2 separate regions of the Mus musculus genome follow, and region 1 is linked to region 2. Evidence: chromatin contacts called from public promoter capture Hi-C data. All regions are on one chromosome and are shown on one strand. Each heading gives the region's core, a stretch centred on a gene start, on an enhancer-like site or on the middle of the called end of the contact. The rest is flanking DNA. Distances are from core to core; before and after follow the strand shown. Region 1 holds the start of Scube1 (signal peptide, CUB domain, EGF-like 1). Region 2 overlaps Scube1 (signal peptide, CUB domain, EGF-like 1).

Region 1 (5,028 bases), core at 2,195-4,694, 42 kb before region 2:
CCCAAGAAAAGAGTCTGTGTGACCCGGGATGGCACAGGGAACTGCAGAAAGGCCAGCAAGAAAGACCAAAGGGGCCTCGGGAGGAATTAAGTAATCTTCCTTAAGAAAAAAGGGGCAAAACCCCAGCAAGTCATCCCCACAGAGGCAAGGCATCTTCATGATGACATTTTATGGTTACAGAGAACTCTGTCCCCCAAAAAACTCTCACAAGTAGTCCAAAGAGCCCTTTCTGATTAAAAATGCCCACAATAAAGCATTTCTAATCCCATGGCTATTGTTATCATTCAGAGCAGGGGGGCGGGGGTAGTATAATTATCATGACCCTAGCAGGAGCACAAAACCCTGATCCCAGTGTCTCCTTTAATTCTCCCCAGAAAACACCAGCAACACTCTTCCGCTACTGGAAAGGGTACTGAGGTTCAGAGAGGCCCCATTGTCACGCTTGCCTGGTCTTGCCTCGTTTTATCTTCCCAGCAACCCTACATGATCGTTCAAGCTGAGGAACCCAGGCTGCAGAGGGCTCAGTGATGGGGACACTATTACAGGGCTGGTCAGTGTTGAGATTGTGACCTGAGGTGAGGTCCCAGAGGACATGCCTAGAAGAGAGGACCTGGGTAATTCCTCTTGCTTTCTTTCAGGCAAACACCTTTGCGAACTGTCACTAGGGGGAGCCAAAGGGCCCCAAGTCCAGGGTCATCTGCTCTGGGCACTCAGGATTTGGGGTTCTGCTGACCAGCCTAGCTTCCCTACAGGGCACAGAAAGTGGGTTGTTTGAGAGAGAGAGAAAGAGGGAGAGGGAGAGAACAGCTGGTTTTATTATTTTAATATATATATATATATATATATATATATATATATATATATATATATATATATTTAATATATGTAAGTACACTGTAGCTGTCTTCAGACACTCCAGAGGATGGCATCAGATTTCGTTATAGATGGTTGTGAGCCACCTTGTGGTTACTGGGATTTGAACTCAGGACCTTTGGAAGAGCAGTCGGCGCTCTTAACCGCTGAGCCATCTCACCATCTCACTTTTTATTCTTAAGGACCTGGCACGGCCAAAGTTACTTCACTGGAGCAATAGGAGTTCACAGATGGTTCTGCCTTGTTTCTGGGACCATTTGTTCATTCACCCACTCACTCATGCATTCATTCATTCGTTCGTTCGTTCATTCGTTCATTCATGCACAGAATCACATGATAATTGCCTTAGCTCCCTTTGGGAACTGTGGCCACAGAGAAGGCCCCCAGGGTTGCATTTTTGGATGGTGACAGAGAGAAAGCTGAGGGATGTGAAAGTGGGGACTTCCATTTTCTGAGCCTGAAGGGGGTCTTGCACCAAGCTTATGGGGCAGGGACTGGGGTACAGACAGGAGGAAACAAAGGCTGTCCGGGTGGCAACGTGACATTGGGTTCAGGGTGCAAAAGGCAAGCTGTGTGCCAGGCTACCGTGCCTGTGGTTGGTCTAGAGAGGACCTCAGAGGAGGGTGTGGGTGCCGATTGACATGCAGAATGCACACAGGTGGCTCGGATGTGAGGTAGCCCAGTCTGTTCCCCAAACCAGTGGCTTCCACTTTCTCAGCTCAATATGCAAAGGTGCCAAGACATCCTTAGTCCTGACATTAGAGTGATGATCCCATGTAACCAACCCACCCCAGAACAATCTAGAGCCTTCTGCTCTAGGAAATAAAGCATCTTTCTCCACCCCCTCCTTCTTCCAAGGAGATAAACCTTCTCCTTGGTCAGGAACTTAGAGACTCAGCTCCCCTCCCCCAGCCCTCCTTCCCCCCCACCCTGCACAGCCCTTTGGTTCTGCCACATGAGCCATGGTCTCCTAGATGAGACCCTCGTTTCTTTTGCACGCTTAAAGAGTGTTAGTTCATCAGCAAACCTGACCTTCAAGTCACTGAAGATAAAGGTTACTGCAGATAAAATTTCCATATTAGCAAAAGAGTCCCCGGGGACTCACGGGAATCCCAAGCCTCCATCCCCCCTGAATATGAGTGGGGATGAGAGCCCCTGAGGAAGAGACATGAAAAACATTGTGCTAAGAAGTCAGAGTTCCTCTCCCAAACTCCCTCACTCCCCCCCCCCCACACACACACAACACATCTCACAAATCGATTGGTTGCACAGGCGAAGAAAAAAATCTCAAAGCCCTACAGCTGAGAGAAGACAAAATAAGGCGTGGTAACAAGGTCCCCCAAATTAAACTACATGGCCAGGAGCAACCAGGGAAAGAAAATGCATGCAGTGGCCAGGGTAGGAGCCTATGGGGACACAGTAGAGGCCAGAGTTCCACGTTTTCCTCCTTGATTCCATCTGCATAACGTGGAAATGGATCCCTTGCCTTAGTCTCCAAACCATTGCCCTAAGCCCACGGGAAGTCTGGCTAGCAGCAGGAGCCGAGACACATGACTTTAACCTTCTGGGGCCTTGGAGGTGGCTGCAAAAGTGTGTGCTGGGGGCAGGGAGGAAGAAAGAGCCAGCGTGGATGGGAACCGCTGGGCGCAACACTGCACAGGCAGAGTGGACAAAAAGCTAAAACTCTAGTCTTTGAATCTGGAGAGCAGGAGAAAACAGGAGCTCTTATTGGTGGTTGTCAAGGAGATGGGCCTTGGGGTTTGCTGAACTTCTTCAGTGTCCTGCCTCCCTCCGGAGCTGAGAGAGGCCATTGAGTGCCCGCCAGGCCTCAAGGCCGAGGGGTCAGGTGTAGACCCCGAGCTGGGGGAGGATCTGGGCTAGGGAGACCGCGACGCCACGGTTCTCCCGCCTCGCTGGGCCTGTCACCCGAGGATCTGGGCTTCGCAGAGCAACAAGAGCCTGGGTAGAGAGAGGTCACTCAATCCGGCCTGGTCGCGCGTCCATTCACTGGGAGAACGGTTCTAGGCGCGACACGCGCCTGTCCAAGACAAACACTCCTATAACCATTGTCCTTCGGGGCAGTACTGAAAAGTTCCTTTGATTTTGTACGCAAATTCTGAAGCTATCGTCCAGAGCTTTCACTGCTGACTAGTGTGTGGCTGTCCCCAGCGGCACTTGGCATCCAGTAGCGGCTCAATAAATTCCTATGTATTGGCTGCGTGCTCTTAGCATCTTCTTCACCATCCCTGGGTGCCTCTGGGCCTTTCTTCACCTCTACTCCCCCAACAGAGTGTGTGCATATCTGAAGGGAAACAGACACCCTGGACCTCGGGGATCAGCACACAAAGAGGGACTGGGGAAGAGCAGCCTGCGGCCCAGTCCAGGCCCCGGGTGACACCCTGTACCGCGACCCCAGCTCTCTCGGCTCCCACCCCCCACCTGCCGCCGGCCCCGGGAGAGGAGGCGGGCCCAGACGCCCGCAGGCCACGCCACCCGACGCCCACTGGACGGCCTCCCGCGGAGCTCCGCCCCCCACGGCCGCGGGCCAATGAGCGCGCGGCTGTCAGCTTGTCCTGCGCGCCGGCTATGTGGCTGGGAGCCGGAGCGGTAGCGGAGCTCGCTGCAGACAGGAGCGCTCGCGGAGCGGTCGCTCCGAGCGTCCCGTGCCCCGCACGCCAGCACCCGGCGCGGCCCGCAGCGAGCATGGGCGCGGCGGCCGTGCGCTGGCACTTGTACCTACTGCTCGCTCTGGGAGCGCGCGGGCGGCTGGTGGGGGGCAGCGGGCTGCCAGGTAAGCGCGAGGACCCAGGGGGATGAGGGCGCGCGGGGTCCTACAGGCTGCCACCCCGCGCCGTCGGAGGCCGCCCAGCGCCGGATCCTGCCTCCTTGCAAAGTAACTTCTGCGATCGCCCGGGGCGCCCGGGGCCGGCGGGGGCGGGGTGGACTGAGGCCCCGGGAGGGGAAGCGGGAGGCCAGAGGAAGAAAGGAAGCGCGACGGCCGCCTGCGGGGCCCGGCATGCGTACGGAGACGGGCGGGGACCCCCGAACCGAGAGCGGCGCTCCCCCGGGGCCAAGGACTGGGCAGCTGCCGCGTAGGAGATACCCGGAGGTGGTCAGAAAGGACGCGCTGAGACTGGAGGGAAGGTGGGAAGATAGAGGGACAGACGGACAGGAGCCGAGGCGTAGTGGGAACAGACAAAAGGGCCCAGGAAGAAGCCCTCAGAAAGACAGCCGCGGGAGGGAAGAGGGGAGAGGAGGCAAGGGAGGGGAGCGAGGAGGCAGTGGACAGCGGAATGGAGAAAGGCAGATCAAAGGACAGAGAGGAGGAGACAGATGGACACCAGACAGAGAGACGGGAGGACTCGGAGGGGCGTCGCCGAGGGAGGGGGCCGAGTGAGAGAGGAAGGATGGAGATGTCTGGGAAGAGATGGACAGATGGACTGTCAGACAGGAGGGGGAGAAAAGACGGACAGACGTAGGGAAGGAGGTGGATGAGAACACGAATAACAGAACAGACATCAGAGAGAGGGGGCCGGAGGCACAGGCACAGCCTTTGGTCCAGGCAGAAGGAACTGCTAGGTGGGGGTGTCCCTCCGTGATCTGAGTTTCCCGGAAGGGGCTTCCGGGCAAAGCTGCACACCGAGTCTCTCTTTTCACATTCTTCCTTGTTCTCCTTGGAGAGGGCGAGGAGGTTCCTGCCTGTCTTGCTCTCCGGAGAGTCCCACAGAGATCCAGTGCTAGGGAGTTTATGCTAGTCCATGCTACTCCATTGGCGCTGAGTTTTCTTCCATGCGCCCATTCCAGAAGCTGGGTCCTGTTGAGGATACTAGACAGTCCGTGGGCATTTCTCCCAGGTGTTGGGGGTCCTCACTTTTGTGGGACTATCCTGTGTACCTCTCCCTTCCTCTCTGTCCCTCCTAGTGTCTATCCTCTTCTGCCTTTCCTTACCCTCTGTGGAAGTCTGGTGACTCTGGAGCCCTAACAGCTGAATAAGAAAACCAGAGTTGAAGTGAGCAGCCTATATCTGAGGGTTGCACAGGGATCTGCAGTCTGGCTCAGCCAGGCTACCTTGCTTCCAGGCCAAGTTTATAGTTTGAAAGGCAGACAGCCCCAGCCACCCCTTCCCAAGTTCTGTGTTCCATCCTATGTAGGTGC
Region 2 (4,755 bases), core at 424-2,923:
ACCCACTAGAGTGGCCCTTCTGACAAGCGCTGACCGTGTGGATGTGGAGAGCTGGAAGCCTCACACTTTGCTGCTGACAGTGTCAAGTGATGTAGCCTAACAGGAAGCTCTTAGATACGGGGACACTGGAGTGACCGCTGTGGCTAAGGCATCTGCGGCTCTTTCCGAGGACCTGAGCTTGGTTCTTAGCACTCACATCAGGAAGTTCATAACCACTTACAGTCCAGCTCCAGGGAATCCAATATGGTGGCAGATATATAGACGTGGAAATATTACTCGGTCATAAGAAAAAAAAAAAAAAGAATGCAGCTTCTAGTACAATGCCACACTGGGGGAAGCTTCAAAACAGGATGTCATGTAAAAGAAGCCAAACCCAGAGAACAATATATTATTATAACTATTATGTTTTATAAATTTATATAGTTATCATAACATTGATAATAAGCAATTCTATTGATGTGAAATGGCTAGACTAGGTAAATATGTAGAGACCTAGGGTTCGGGAGCCCTGGGACTCACTGTGAAGGGGACATCCATACTGATTGGTGGGAAGGTCATGACCTAGAATTAGTAGTGACGGTTTTGCATGACCCAGCGAGTCCGCTAGAAATGTCCACGGTGCACACCAGAGTGTGAACTGCAGCTCCATTCTAAAACGCAACTCTAGAAAGGAAAGAGCAGAAGGCTGTCCCACATAGCGAGCAGACCACACGCACAGTTCCTTCCACCCCTGGTCTGGTCAGTTTTAAACACAACCATAAGCTGGTGTCTCCCCCACCCCTACCCCACCCCGGCCCCCACTCCCAACCCCAGAGCAATCCTGGGGGTGAATGGCCTGATGTCCAGTCAAGAGGAAGGCAGTTTAAGGAACTCCTCCGCTCAGAGACCAGAAGGCCAGGCAGGCTTCTCATGTGGCTCGTTGTCACGTTTCTGATCTGGAAGGGACTTGGCTGTCCAGCACGCCATGCCTGCAAGCCCCGGAGATTCAAGACATTTACTGTATCTCTGTTCGGCACTGCTCACATTTGTTGATTAGCATGTGGGCCTGTTCAGGTGCTGGGAGATTTGGTTCTGTGCTTTCCTGACCGCTCCCTTCCCTTCCAACATTGTGGTCCCTGCCTTACAGAGAATGAAACCCAGGCCTTACATGGCTCAGCAGCTCGAGGTCAGAACAGTCCCTCAATGAATAGTGCCCCGTCTGGTGTGACCTGTGGGAAAAGATACAGACCCATAGGCAGTGGTCACAGGGTCACAGGCAGTTCTGAGGGGAAGTAGCCCCAGTCTGAGCTAGGCAGCAAACCAGCGCTTGGCCACACAGAGAGCCCTGGGGGGCCTAGATTAGCAGCTGGGCCCAGAAGGCAGGGCTTTCCTGGAGAAGCAGTGCCTGGATACAGGTAGCTCCAGGAGAGCCTGGCCTTCCTGGGCTGCATTGGGGGTTTTCACGTAACAGTGGGCTTGCTGGTCTAGAGAGCTGAGCTCCATTCTGGTCTCATCACTCAGTCCTGAGTTTAGACTTGGGCCCAGACCCTGGAGGCTGCATGCTGCTAACCGGCAGGGGGCCCGGGAGAAAGCTTCAGATGACACCCAGGGCAGTAAGTAGATAGGTCAGCCATGACCTGCTGCTCCCTCCTCCCTGCCAAGTCAGAGCTCTTGACAATTCAGGAGTGTTCTGGCTCTGTTGGAACTCAAGGCCCCGGATCTCTAAGACCCGTGTGTATTTTACCCGAAATCAAATCCATCTGGTTCTCGTTTATTTACACTTAACTCATCAAATGCAATTTTGCAAGAGTCATTCGATAGCCAAGAGGCATTTCTGCCTCAGCTGCCCTTCTGAGGGATGGGGAAGGGGAGGGCCCGCACGGCTCCTGCCAGAACCAGGTGGCTAAGCTCAGGGGCGGAGGTTGAGCCTGACTTCTCCGAGGCGCCTGAGCTTCAGTTCCCGCCCACAGGACGCTGGAGCCCAGGCAAGGCCGGACACACAGTGGATTCTGGGCAGCCACAGAAACATGGGTGGGGTCCACTCAAAACACAGAGTCTCTGTGTCAAATTGTGCTCGTTCATGGGCAACACAAAGTGAATGAAACAGGATCAAGGAGTAATTTTCAGTTATAAATAACTGCAAACTTGAGTTCCTCATCCAAAAGACAACAAACAGCCCACTATTAATAAAAAAAACAAACAGCCCTACCTGGGGCCAAGCAGCGGCCCTTGGTAGCAAACCACAGACCTTTTGCAGACGCCCTCCAGAAGCCTATGCCTTGGCCTCAGAGACCCTTCCTGTGAGGGGACAACCACAGTGAGTAGGCCCCAGCCCTGAAATGACCCCTCAGGGCTAGTGGGAACTAGAGAGCAAGGGTAGTGTCCCCAGAGCAAAGCCTGGCAGGAGTCACAGCTAAAGGCTGCCCGCTCCAATGTCAGTGCCAGACCTGTGCCTGTCCTGGGCAGTGAGTGACCCCAGGGACACTGTTAGGCGCCATCATTGATGCCATGTTCTGGCCACCCTGGGGTCCTCAGTGGCCACACCCTTGAAGTTTACGACCCAGGGAAGCTTACGAGTGAGACAGAATGTGTATGGGGGGGGGGGGGCGGGTCACTGAGGTCTAAGATAGGCTGTGCCATGGGAGCTGGGGACACAGGTGGCCTAAGTGTCGGGGACAAGTTAGTAGTGACTGGTGACTGTTGGGGTGGGAGACGAAAGAAATTTTGGGAAACATGGTACTTCTCACACTTGGCTGGCCAGGTGAGGTTCAGGCCAGACCGACATGCGTGAGGTCTTCAGGCCTTCTTAGGCTCAGCATGCCCACCTGACATTGGACACTGCCTTTGATTGAAGGAACAACTATCAAATAGTATTCTTACTGAGGGTTCCCTTCGGGGCAGGTACACAGGCTTCCTCCCTATTTGCTGTCTGTCACCTCAGCTAGCCAAAGAGGGGGACATTCCATGCAGAGAGGCTCTATCTGTTAAAAGAGGGAACCTTTTCACCCCGCAGAAGGTGTAGGCTGGTTCTGGCATCTCTCGACAAGCTGGGACTTCAAAGATAAGCTGTTCGCTCTCTGTCCTTCGGCCCTGTTACCTGGTTCAGGGTCTCCTCTAAAGCCTCCTAGAATCTTCTTAGCTTAGTTCCAGTGCCTAGGTTAGTTTAGTTTCCCTGCCTTCTAGGAAGGCCCACTGTGGTTTTAAAGGGGGATGATAGAAGCAAGACATCCCGGGCCCACCCTAGCTGTTACAGGGTCCCTGAGGCGGGGCTGGAGAGAGGCCCTCAGCGTCACTACACACAGGTTCTGTCCTGCTGAGGCCTTGAGGGTTAGTGACACCCAGCTTGTCAAGCTACTTCTCCAAGAGTGTCATTCTGCCAGCTAGGTCCAGGAGAGCTAATATTGTTTGAAAGCCTTGCAGGGTCGTGGCCACAAAGTAGTTAGAGCTCAATTGGTGACACACCTCCATGCTCAGGGCTTAACTTTCCCAGCTGCCTTCGTCAGCACACAGGGATCTAGCCAGTCACTGGCCTTGGGGGTTTCCAGAACTCTCCTGCTGCGGCAGTGCTCAGAGGTCCTTCCCTCTCTGCCGATCCTCTAGCTTCGGGTCACCCATCTCCCTGGACTGAAAGCTAAGCGTTCACATCACCTCCTCCAGGAAGCTTCCCGTCCCCGTCCTTGATTTCTGGTTTAAAATCCCAAGCTGTATTCATTCTCAGTCAGCGTTTAGTGTCTGTGCATGCAGAAGAGCAAGGGCTTGGGTCTGAGGAGACGAGCCTATCCCTGGAGAAGGATCTGTGTGTATGAGTGGGGTGCATTCTGATACTGGGAGAAATGGCAAATTCCCTCTGGATGCCTGGTGATCCAAGACAGTACTCTACAGCAGCAGCAGCTGCTGCTAGCCTCCTTCTAAAGTGAGCTGTGATATCACCCTTAGCAAGTCCTCCCTAGACTGTCAGGTATGGCCTCCTGCCCTGCCGGCCCTCAACCTGAAAGAGATAAAGGCCTATCCCCACCCAAGGCAGGTGCGGCACAGCAGGACTTGTGGTCTAGGCAAAGGGAAGTAGTGGGGAGATATGACCTCTAGGGCTGGGAATCTGGAAGAAAGTACTAAAGCACGTGGGGGGGGGGACTGCCCTCTGTCCTGTGAACCCCTGACTAGGTTGTTGTCACTGACAGGAGAGCACTCTGCCTCCCTGGGACTTTGAGAAAGTCTCTTTCCTTCTCTGTTCTCTTCTAAGAGTCAGAGAATATAAGGACCAGACCCGGTACTGAGGCTTTCAGGAGGAGGGGAGGCTCCTAGGTGGATCTAGTGAGCATTGTCTGAGCTGGGGCTGGAGCCAGCATTGGGCATCCTTCTGTGTGATGGCAAGGCATCATGTTGCCTCTGATTGGGGGGCAGCGAGAAAAGGAACTCCCCACAGGACCAGACACACAGTCCAGCAGTGAGAACAATCATGATTCCATAGAGAGAGGAAAAAGCCTGCCTGGACCCTAGTACTCCAAAGAGCTTCTTCCTAGAGGACAGTCTGCGGTCCTGGCACTTCCTGGAGACACGGCCCAGCACTATCCTGTGCCAAGGGGAAGGCAGAGCAGATCTCAGGGAACCCAGTGCCTGGTGTGGTCTCTCTTCTGGCCGTGAAGGCGCCTCTCGTGTCGTAGGATGCACCCTGTGCTGGGTCACAGTGTTCTGATTTAACTCCAAGGGACAGCTAAAGGGTTGTGTCCCTGGGGTGCTCTGCCAGGTGAACCCTATCTGTCCCGGGTGGAAGACAGA

The links. Promoter capture Hi-C pulls out the DNA fragments that hold promoters and counts their contacts.
Region 1: a contact with region 2 is called in a promoter capture Hi-C map of second pharyngeal arch cranial neural crest, with 2.4 times the contacts expected there. The contact joins the promoter of Scube1 here to the enhancer-like site in region 2. A contact is called at or near these places in 4 of 39 promoter capture datasets (embryonic stem cells, frontonasal cranial neural crest, maxillary cranial neural crest and 1 more), 9 of 484 Hi-C or Micro-C datasets (the N1E-115 cell line, Sertoli cells, cranial neural crest and 4 more), 10 of 115 datasets of contacts at active chromatin or transcription factors (craniofacial prominence, embryonic fibroblasts, embryonic forebrain and 6 more) and 4 of 9 other capture datasets (adipose tissue, embryonic stem cells, liver and 1 more).

What each region holds. Positions count from the first base shown.
Region 1 is chr15:83,723,455-83,728,482 of GRCm38.p6, reverse strand. It overlaps Scube1 (signal peptide, CUB domain, EGF-like 1), which reads left to right and starts at 3,444. Exons shown (of 22, transcript NM_022723.3): 1 at 3,444-3,664. The coding sequence starts at 3,577.
Region 2 is chr15:83,680,274-83,685,028 of GRCm38.p6, reverse strand. The region is part of intron 3 of Scube1 (signal peptide, CUB domain, EGF-like 1); the gene reads left to right. Among named protein-coding and RNA genes, the nearest start is that of Gm52183, 12 kb to the left of the region's middle. Within about 2 kb of position 1,673, at least 24 of the 459 cell types and tissues checked have an H3K27ac peak or open chromatin away from gene starts, as enhancers often do. A contact at or near this core is called in the N1E-115 cell line, craniofacial prominence, embryonic limb bud and 1 more, where this site is marked.